Linked DNA regions of Xenopus laevis: region 2 is linked to region 1. The links are chromatin contacts, called in public Hi-C maps. All regions are on one chromosome and are shown on one strand. Each heading gives the region's core, a stretch centred on a gene start, on an enhancer-like site or on the middle of the called end of the contact. The rest is flanking DNA. Distances are from core to core; before and after follow the strand shown. Region 1 has its middle 5.0 kb from the start of cyth2.L. Region 2 holds the start of LOC108701031 (meteorin-like protein).

Region 1 (3,909 bases), core at 781-3,280:
CTCCCTCTGGTGGTATCCAACAATTAGAGAGAGAAGAAATCATTGAGTGTTGAGCTAACATCACACGTGTCATTTACTCTGCCAGCAGGAAAACACCAGTGGAAAAAAAACCCACAATCCACTATGATCTACACCCTATTTACATGGGATGAATTTTAAATGCACCCTTTCTGAACCCTGTTTTGCAACGGCAGAGATGAGTGATATTAGCCTTATGCCTTTTATGACTACATTTTGCAATTGTCCTGATGCTATAGAAAACATATAAACAGATGGAATTATCGTCATCGTCGGCTCATCTAAACCACTAAGAAATCATACAAAGTCCAGAACTGTATTAAAATATGTTGTTTCTTCTAATGGAATGATAAACATTGGCTCTGGTGCAGAGTATGTATGGGACTGTTATCCAGAATGCTCAGGACCTGGGGTTTTCTGGAAAATGGATCTTTCCATAATTTGGATTTTTATACCTTTACCTTCTACTAGAAAATCGTGTAAACATTAAGGGTCTGGCCACACAAGCAGTTTCAGGGAGATTAGTCACCCCAGTGACAAATCGCCTCTTCTTCGGGGCGACAATCTCCCCAAATTGCCTTCCCCCTGCCCTCCGCCGGCTAAAATGAAAAACGCCTGTGGCAATTCGTTTCATCGTGAGGCAACTTCAGGCGACTTCGGAAAACTCAGGTGATTTTAATTTTAGCCAGCGGAGGGCAGGGCTTGATTTTGCTTCCAATAAGGATTAATTATATCTGGGTTGGGATCAAGTACGAGATACAGTTTTATTATTACAGAGAAAAAGAATTGAATTATTTGAATAAAATGGAGTCATGGAGATGACTGCCATTGGAGACAGCCAATGGAGACAGCCTTCCATAATTCGGAGCTTTCTGGATAACGGGTTCACAGAGAACGGATCAGGAATTAGAGACACTTATAAATGCCATGGAACCAGACGATGGATAAGGAAGGTGTTTTTAACTCCACAAATTATTGTGAATTTTAGGACTCTTTTATTCCTTATTCCGTTTTTTACTAATTACTAATTGACGTTTCTGTTCTGTAATATACTGTATATTGTAAGCAACATTGTACCTTGAAAAAAAGATCGTTGGAGGGTCTGGTGTGAACAGTCCCTCTTCACCTGCCCCCCTCCAGGCCTGCTCACTACCTGCTAGCAGCGAGCCTCTATATTTTGCTGAAGTTTAAGGCAGGAGAGGGGCTGGGGAATAATGTATATGTCGTTTTGCCACTGATTGTCAGTTCCTAAGCTTACGTAGGTGACAACAGCCCAGAGCATGTGCTGCGAATCAGAAGAAAAGAACTTGGGGAACTACATATTCTGCATATTCTGATCTTCACTGATGAAGGACATTGGTTGCCTTGGGCTAGTAAAGCATCCTAAAACATAATGATCGTTATTTGTTGAGTTTTAGTTTTCTGTAAGTGCACCTACAACTGGGGGAAACAAGAGATAGAAGTGCATGCTATGCTATGTCATAGTTCCTAAACTTTTCCTTAGTCCGTTTGATTTGACCATGCTTCTCCTTTAAAAATATTCCTCCTCCAGTTTCTCATCCTTATTTCCATCAAAAGTAATTTCTCCATCAGACATTTCCCCCCAACGCAAGTTCCTGAAATATATATGGAAATATTTATGGATTCCTCATGTATAATATTCTCATTTTCACCTCTCTCACTGCCACCTCTCATGTGAACCATTAACCTTCAAATCATCACATCCCTTACCATTTGTCTCATTCGTGCTTTTCATTCTTTCACTTTTATCATCACCTGTATCAACAGAAACATTTTAATCTTAATCAGCTTTCTAATATCCATTACTTGTCTTAAAGGGTACCCTTTGACAACAATTTTTCCTCCACTGGCATTACGGGATAACAGTTTAACCCATGTTATGTTCATGCACATATTGAGTGAGAGGGGATAAGTCACATAGTTTGTGCATGCATGTGCCCCAGGCATGTTCAGACTTAGATTCAAAATAGGCCCTGGCATTTCATTTCAAGTACTCTGAGGCCCAGAAAAACCCCCAGAGGCCCAATAAATAGGGGTTATCCATGGCATCTTACAGCAGTTCCTCTTGCATTTTCCAGAACATACAGATTGTCAGTCTTGGCCCCAGCATGGCTACCAACACTACGAATGGAGGACACAGCTCTAGTGAGGGAAACAGCATTTTAGCAACAGGTGCTCTTTAAACATTTTCAGCAAGTATAATTGCTAGTAAAAGTAATGTTTTGTTACTTTCTATTCTCTGCACCTCCGACTATTAAAGGGGTTGTTCACCTTTAAATTAACTTTCAGTATGATGTAGCAAGTGATATTCGGAGACAATTTGCAATTAGTTTTTGTGGGTTTGGGGTTATTTGGCTTTTTATTCAGCAACTCTCCAGTTTGCAATGTTAGCAATATAGTTGCTAGGGTCCAAATGATCTAATCAACCATGCATTGATTTGAATAAGACGCTGATATATGAATAAGAGAGGGCCTGAATAGAAAGATGAGGGGAAAAAATAGCAATAACTTTACATTTGTAGCCTTTTGAGCATTCGAATTTAGATGGGGATCCCATTTGGAAGCTGGAAAAAGTCAGAAAAAGAAGGCAAATAATTCAAAAACGATAAAATAGTTAATAATAACGATCGATTGAAAAGTTGCTTAGAATTAACCATTCTATAACATACTACAAATAGCTATAAAATAGAGTCCTGCATCGGGTCGAGTCCGAGGAATACCTGCAAAGTGGTTGGGTTTTGGGCAAATATTCTCAGATTACCCGTGCGAGCAGCAGTCTAAAGGTAACCTGGCTGGGTACCCAGTAAAGGTGAGAGCTCTCCCACCCTCCTTTGTGGCTCCAGCAACTTTCTTACATTATCGGTGGCGGAGTGATGTCATTTCCGGTCCAAAGTGATATCACTACCAGTTCTGTGTGTCCCCCGGGTCGGAAGGTAGCTTGTCAGGAGACACTTATCCCAAGACTTGGAACCATGTAGGGAGGTGCCAGCCTTTGAATACTATGACCAGAGGTAGTAAATAGTTAAATAGTTAGTTAACCTTGACGTGTGGTGGCTTACCAATTTTTATGATCATAACTGATCGTAAATACATGCACTAGCATAGATATTCGATGACTTATAAGATAGGACCAGGGAATGTGCATTGATCAATCACCCTTCTTTTTCTCTACGGAAGGTAAATTGGCCTGTTGCGGGTCGGGTAGAGGATCAGTGGGGGAAAATTGCGGGTTGCCGGTCACAGGTCGCGGTATGGGGCCGGTACAGTCTAAGAAAATAGACCCTCGCGGGTCTCTAACATAAAAGTGAACCAAATGTAGCAGAAGCCAGCTAACTGTCACAACAATGTGCTAAGAAGTAGACTTGCAATGCTGAAAGGGACATACACAAGTTTTTTTCGACAGCAATCACATTTACAATTAACTACAATATCACTGACATTTTTAATTGATATTGGGGAATTGCTTAGCGTCACCTCTTTTTCCTTTACGTACAAAATAAAAGATTATTTTGAGGCTGACAAACCAAAAGTTCCCCTTTAAATTAACTTTTAGTATGATGTAGAGAGTGATATTCTGAGACAATTTGCAATTGGTTTTTATTTTTTTAGTTATTTAGCTTTTTTTAGCAGCTCTCCAGTTCGTAATGTCAGCAATCTGGTTGCTAGGGTCCAAAGTACACTAGCAACCATGTGGAGTTTCATTGGGAATTCCACGACCCTATAAAAGCACAAGGGCGAAGGCAACGAGGTGACTTCTAATATGCTCATAGCTTGCAACAGGGAGTACTTTATTTATTATTAACACTCATGTTTCCGTAAATCATGTGACAGAAATGACATCACTAAGCTCAGATTATAACCCTGTGACAT
Region 2 (4,429 bases), core at 635-3,134, 52 kb before region 1:
TATTTCAGATGTCCAAGCCATGCTACTTTATTAGCATCACATCCTGAGAAAGGGACGTTATGAGAATGACCATGTAAGCGGAATATTTCTATGGATCACTATTCTGAACATTCTTTACTATAACCCACAGAGTTTGTGTTCTGTAGTATGGACCTATTGTTTACTATGACCCATAGAGCTTACTGTCTACTAAATTGTGACACATAGAGTTTACATTTAGTAATATAGCCCGTTTGTCTACTGTTATCTACAGAGTCTGCGTTGATGATGAGTGTGGCTTTAATGCCACGTGTGCTGGGGCTTTTTGACTTAAGTAACTATAAAAATCCATAACTTGTAGAGTCTCATAGGTACAGTAGATCCATAGATATGTATTGTAGGGCCCTATAATGTCTGAATTTGTTTTGGTTTTAATTGTTTTTTATTTTAGCATGAAGTAGATGAAGTTGTGAGCTTTGGTCAATTGTTAGGAATTTGAAATGCAAGAGTACTTAACATATTGTTCTGTGCATTGTAGCCAGTAGATGTCACTGGTGGTTAGGACATATAAAGGGATGGGCTAATGTATGAGATAAAGAGCCTTGCAGACTTGAAGTGTTGCTTCTCAAATTCTGAAATAAAGACATTTTATTATATTGGTCTTAGAATATCAATGTCTACATCACTGATATTAAGATGAACTTCCCTTTCAACAGCAAAACTCAAAAAATCAACAAAGTCTGAAAATCAGGACTCACTCCTAATGAAGCATCTATTTGCACAACATGTTTTGAGTCTGGATCGCTCATTGCCAAGACACATGTGACAAAGTGCCATCCAGTCTACAATTTTATTGTGCAAATACTGTAAATGGTTCATAAGAAGTTAGTCCTGCTTTCTAGCATGCTTCCTGTATTATTGGAGTTTTGCTGTTTTTGTGCTACAACATTGGGGGGATTTAAAAAGAATAAGCCTGTAGTGTGATTTGTCTGGCAGAATCTATGGTGCATTAAATGACGCTCTTACATGCTCATAGTACACTGTGATTTAATACCATCACCAAAAGTTTTCCTATTACAGATGTCAAACTTACAGGCCTGTAGTTATGTGACTGAGAACCAGATCCTGAATTTGAATACAGGTTACCAATTAACCAATCTCTGGTACAATGCCTGCAGTAAAGTGCTTTTGGCAACCACAGAGCTAAGCTCCTTTAGGGCTCTTACATACGGGCGGTTTTACCATTGCGCTTTCTTCCGTTCAGCTGCAGGGGAGCGCAGGAGTAGACGCACTCAATTATTGTGAAGGGGGCTGTACTCACACAGACTCATGTAAGCAACAAACGCAGGTGGGACGCAGCATGTCGCATTTCACCTGCATTCGGAGTACAGCCCCATTCACAATAAGTGAGTGCGTCTACTCCTGCGATCCCCTTCGGCTGAACGGAAGAAAGCGCAAGGCAGGGGAGCACAGGTAAAACCGCCCGTGTGTAAGAGCCCTTAATATACCATGAGTCAAACTGACAAGTATACTAAACTACACTAAAACCTTTTGAGCTGCTTTATTAACTAGTTCCTGATTGGTGTAAACTGGTTGAAACCTTTGCCTTTTCCCCTGTTTCCATCAACCAATTTAGCTGACTCCATTACTATGAGTGCCATACTTCTGCTCCATTTTCAGTTTGTGATTTAATTTTGCATGCTTGTAAGTAAATACAATTTATACTCACACTGACTTGTAAAGATTCCACTGCTCCCCCAGGGCTAATGCAGAGTTGCACAGTGGAAGTGGTCAGCCACCATGTTTGGTGACTTGTCATTCTTTCAGTGCATCAGGACATGGCTTTCAGTGTGTGTGACAAGCCCTGGTCACTTACAGTTCAACACATGGGGTGGGGGGGGGTCTACCATTACTAGTCCAAACCATTAACCATGCCACTAGCTGATTTGCTTGACGTGAGCCAGCAATTGCCATTTGAATAGATGTCCATGAATAGAGGTTTCATTCTTTCAGAGCAGGAAGCTGAAAGTTGATGCTGAAAGCAGAGGCAGGTTTCCTGGCAAGAGACAGTGAGCAGGCAGTGCCATGCAGATACACACAGCTTGTAGATCAGACAAGACATCCAGTTAGTAACAATATGCTGAGACACAAGCTGTTGCACTTGGGGTGTGCTTCTGGGATGCTGCTACTGGTGATGCTGAAGCTGGGCTCTGCTGGGGATTCTTGCAGCTGGAAAGGAAGGTAAGCTCTCTCATCTGCACCCACTATATACCTCCAAACTTGAACCATTTCAGAGGACATTCCCTGCTACAGTTAATGCCAGGAACCCGGAAATTAGACATTTAACAATTATATACAGTTAGGTCCATGAATATTTGGATAGACAACTTTTTTTTCTAATTTTATTTAATTCTGTATATAATATACACAACATACTTTACACTTGCACTCAAAATATAAATATAGCCCTTATGTGACATTATATTCATATATGACACGTATGATTTGGGAGATACTGTATCGCGTACATACTGTATATACGTCATATATGAATATAATGTCACATCAAATAAGGGCTATATTTATGCTTTGAGTGTATGTGTAAGTGTAAAGTATGTCATGTGTATATTATATACAGTATAGTGTATTATATATTGTACCAGGCATTCTGCATTGGGTTGGTTCTTATATCATATAATCTATGCTGTGTTCTGTGAAGACACTATCTGTGTGTTGGATGTCACACACGGTTGATAACGTTTTTTTTTTTTGCTGAACAGAAAAAATGTTATCACTGTGCTGAGCAAAAAAAAAAACATTGCCCTGGCTGAATGTATCAATCAATATTTGTAACAATCTGGTATTATCTTCTTGGGGCAAAAAATGTATTTTTTTAAATTCACTTGAAACATCAAAAAGAAATGTTACTTTTGCAGCAATAGATTTCTGTCATCTCTTTAGTGAGTTTTCTGCACAGACAGGCACGTGTGTACTTAAACGGCTACAAAAGGATTAGTATTATGTGGCGTCATTGCTGTGATATCAGCCACTCTTGTGCAATTGGTCAGTAAAACAGTATATTTGGCGACATCACATGAACTGATGAAAACATGTGCCATTAGCCTTCTGAGAAAAGTTGTGATGATAAACCATGTTTGCCATCGCCTCAGGGTCGGACTGGGCTAACAGGACACCGGGAAAAAACCTGGTGGGCCCCTCTGGCCCAGACTCGCTTTTGGCGCTGTCCCCGAACTCTCTCCCTGGCCATAACCATAAGAAGAAAAAAGATAAGTGCAAATAGGTTGGAGGGGGGTTGCAACTGGGGCAGGGGGCCGGGGGGAGGGTTTGAAACTTTGAAGGTTCTTTAAGCAGCAGCCCCCCAGTCCGACCCTACAGATAAACACTCATACTCAATAGACAGACAGACAGACAGACAGACAGACAGACAGACAGACAGATAGATAGATAGATAGATAGATAGATAGACAGATAGAGCTACGGAACATGTCTCTCCTGTTGGTGCTCCTATTGTTCTCCTTTTGTTTATTAAAGGGGAACTATGGCAAAAAAGAAAATGTAATATGTTTCATCATACTGAAATCTGAAACTTTCTACATTTAATCAAATCAATATTCTGCATCGTTTCTGAAATATTCCTCTCTCAGCATCTGTTTCTCTTCATTCTGTCTTCATGCAGCAGTTGGGTGTCAGATGAATGATCCAATATATCTTATAGGGGGGCTCCTTTGGCCTTGAAGATGTATTAGAGCTTACTCTATTAAAATTACCAGGCATCATGTCTCTCTACATGCAGAATTTGTGCAAAAGAAGATGTATTAGAGCTCACTCTATTAAAATCACCAGGCATCATGTCTCTCCATATGCAGATTTTGTGCAAAAGAAGATGTATTAGAGCTCACTCTATTAAAATCACCAGGCATCATGTCTCTCTACATGCAGAATTTGTGCAAAAGGCAGTTAGATTTTGTTTGGAATCAGTTATTTGAGTGAGCTCTAATTCATCTGCTAGGAAAGGAGCCCCCCTATAAGATATATTGGATCTAACTGTCAATGAATATCTGACACCCAACTGCTGTATGAAGAGAGAATGAAGAGAAACAGATGCTGAGAGAGGAATAGTGAAGATAAACTTGATTATTTCAGAAACGATGCAGTATGTTTAATTGATTGTATTAAGAAAGTTTCTTATTTCAGTGTGCTGAAGCTTATATTAAATTTTAATTTCGCGATAGTTCCCCTTTAATATTGTGTCTGTGACCTTTTCAGCGGTTTGATTCGGAACCCACATTCCCGTGCAGTGGAACAGATTCATCTCCGTTGCACACAGGGTTCCTTACTATGGATGTACCCAACCCGTGCCTTACGTGTTATTCTGGAACCCAACCTGGCCAATGGCAAGTACACCTCTGCCTGCATGAAGCCGTCTTCA

What was found. Hi-C and Micro-C count contacts between places; a contact is called where the count stands out from the background.
Region 2: a Hi-C map of the XL177 cell line shows a contact between it and region 1, with 4 times the contacts expected there. The contact joins the promoter of LOC108701031 here to the enhancer-like site in region 1. A contact is called at or near these places in 3 of 4 Hi-C or Micro-C datasets (the XL177 cell line, the XTC cell line and animal cap).

What each region holds. Positions count from the first base shown.
Region 1 is chr9_10L:35,103,417-35,107,325 of Xenopus_laevis_v10.1, reverse strand. No RefSeq gene overlaps it. Among protein-coding and RNA genes, the nearest start is that of cyth2.L, 5.0 kb to the left of the region's middle. Within about 2 kb of position 2,030, at least 1 of the 7 cell types and tissues checked has an H3K27ac peak or open chromatin away from gene starts, as enhancers often do.
Region 2 is chr9_10L:35,154,770-35,159,198 of Xenopus_laevis_v10.1, reverse strand. It overlaps LOC108701031 (meteorin-like protein), which reads left to right and starts at 1,884. Exons shown (of 4, transcript XM_018235164.2): 1 at 1,884-2,220; 2 at 4,267-4,429. The coding sequence starts at 2,012.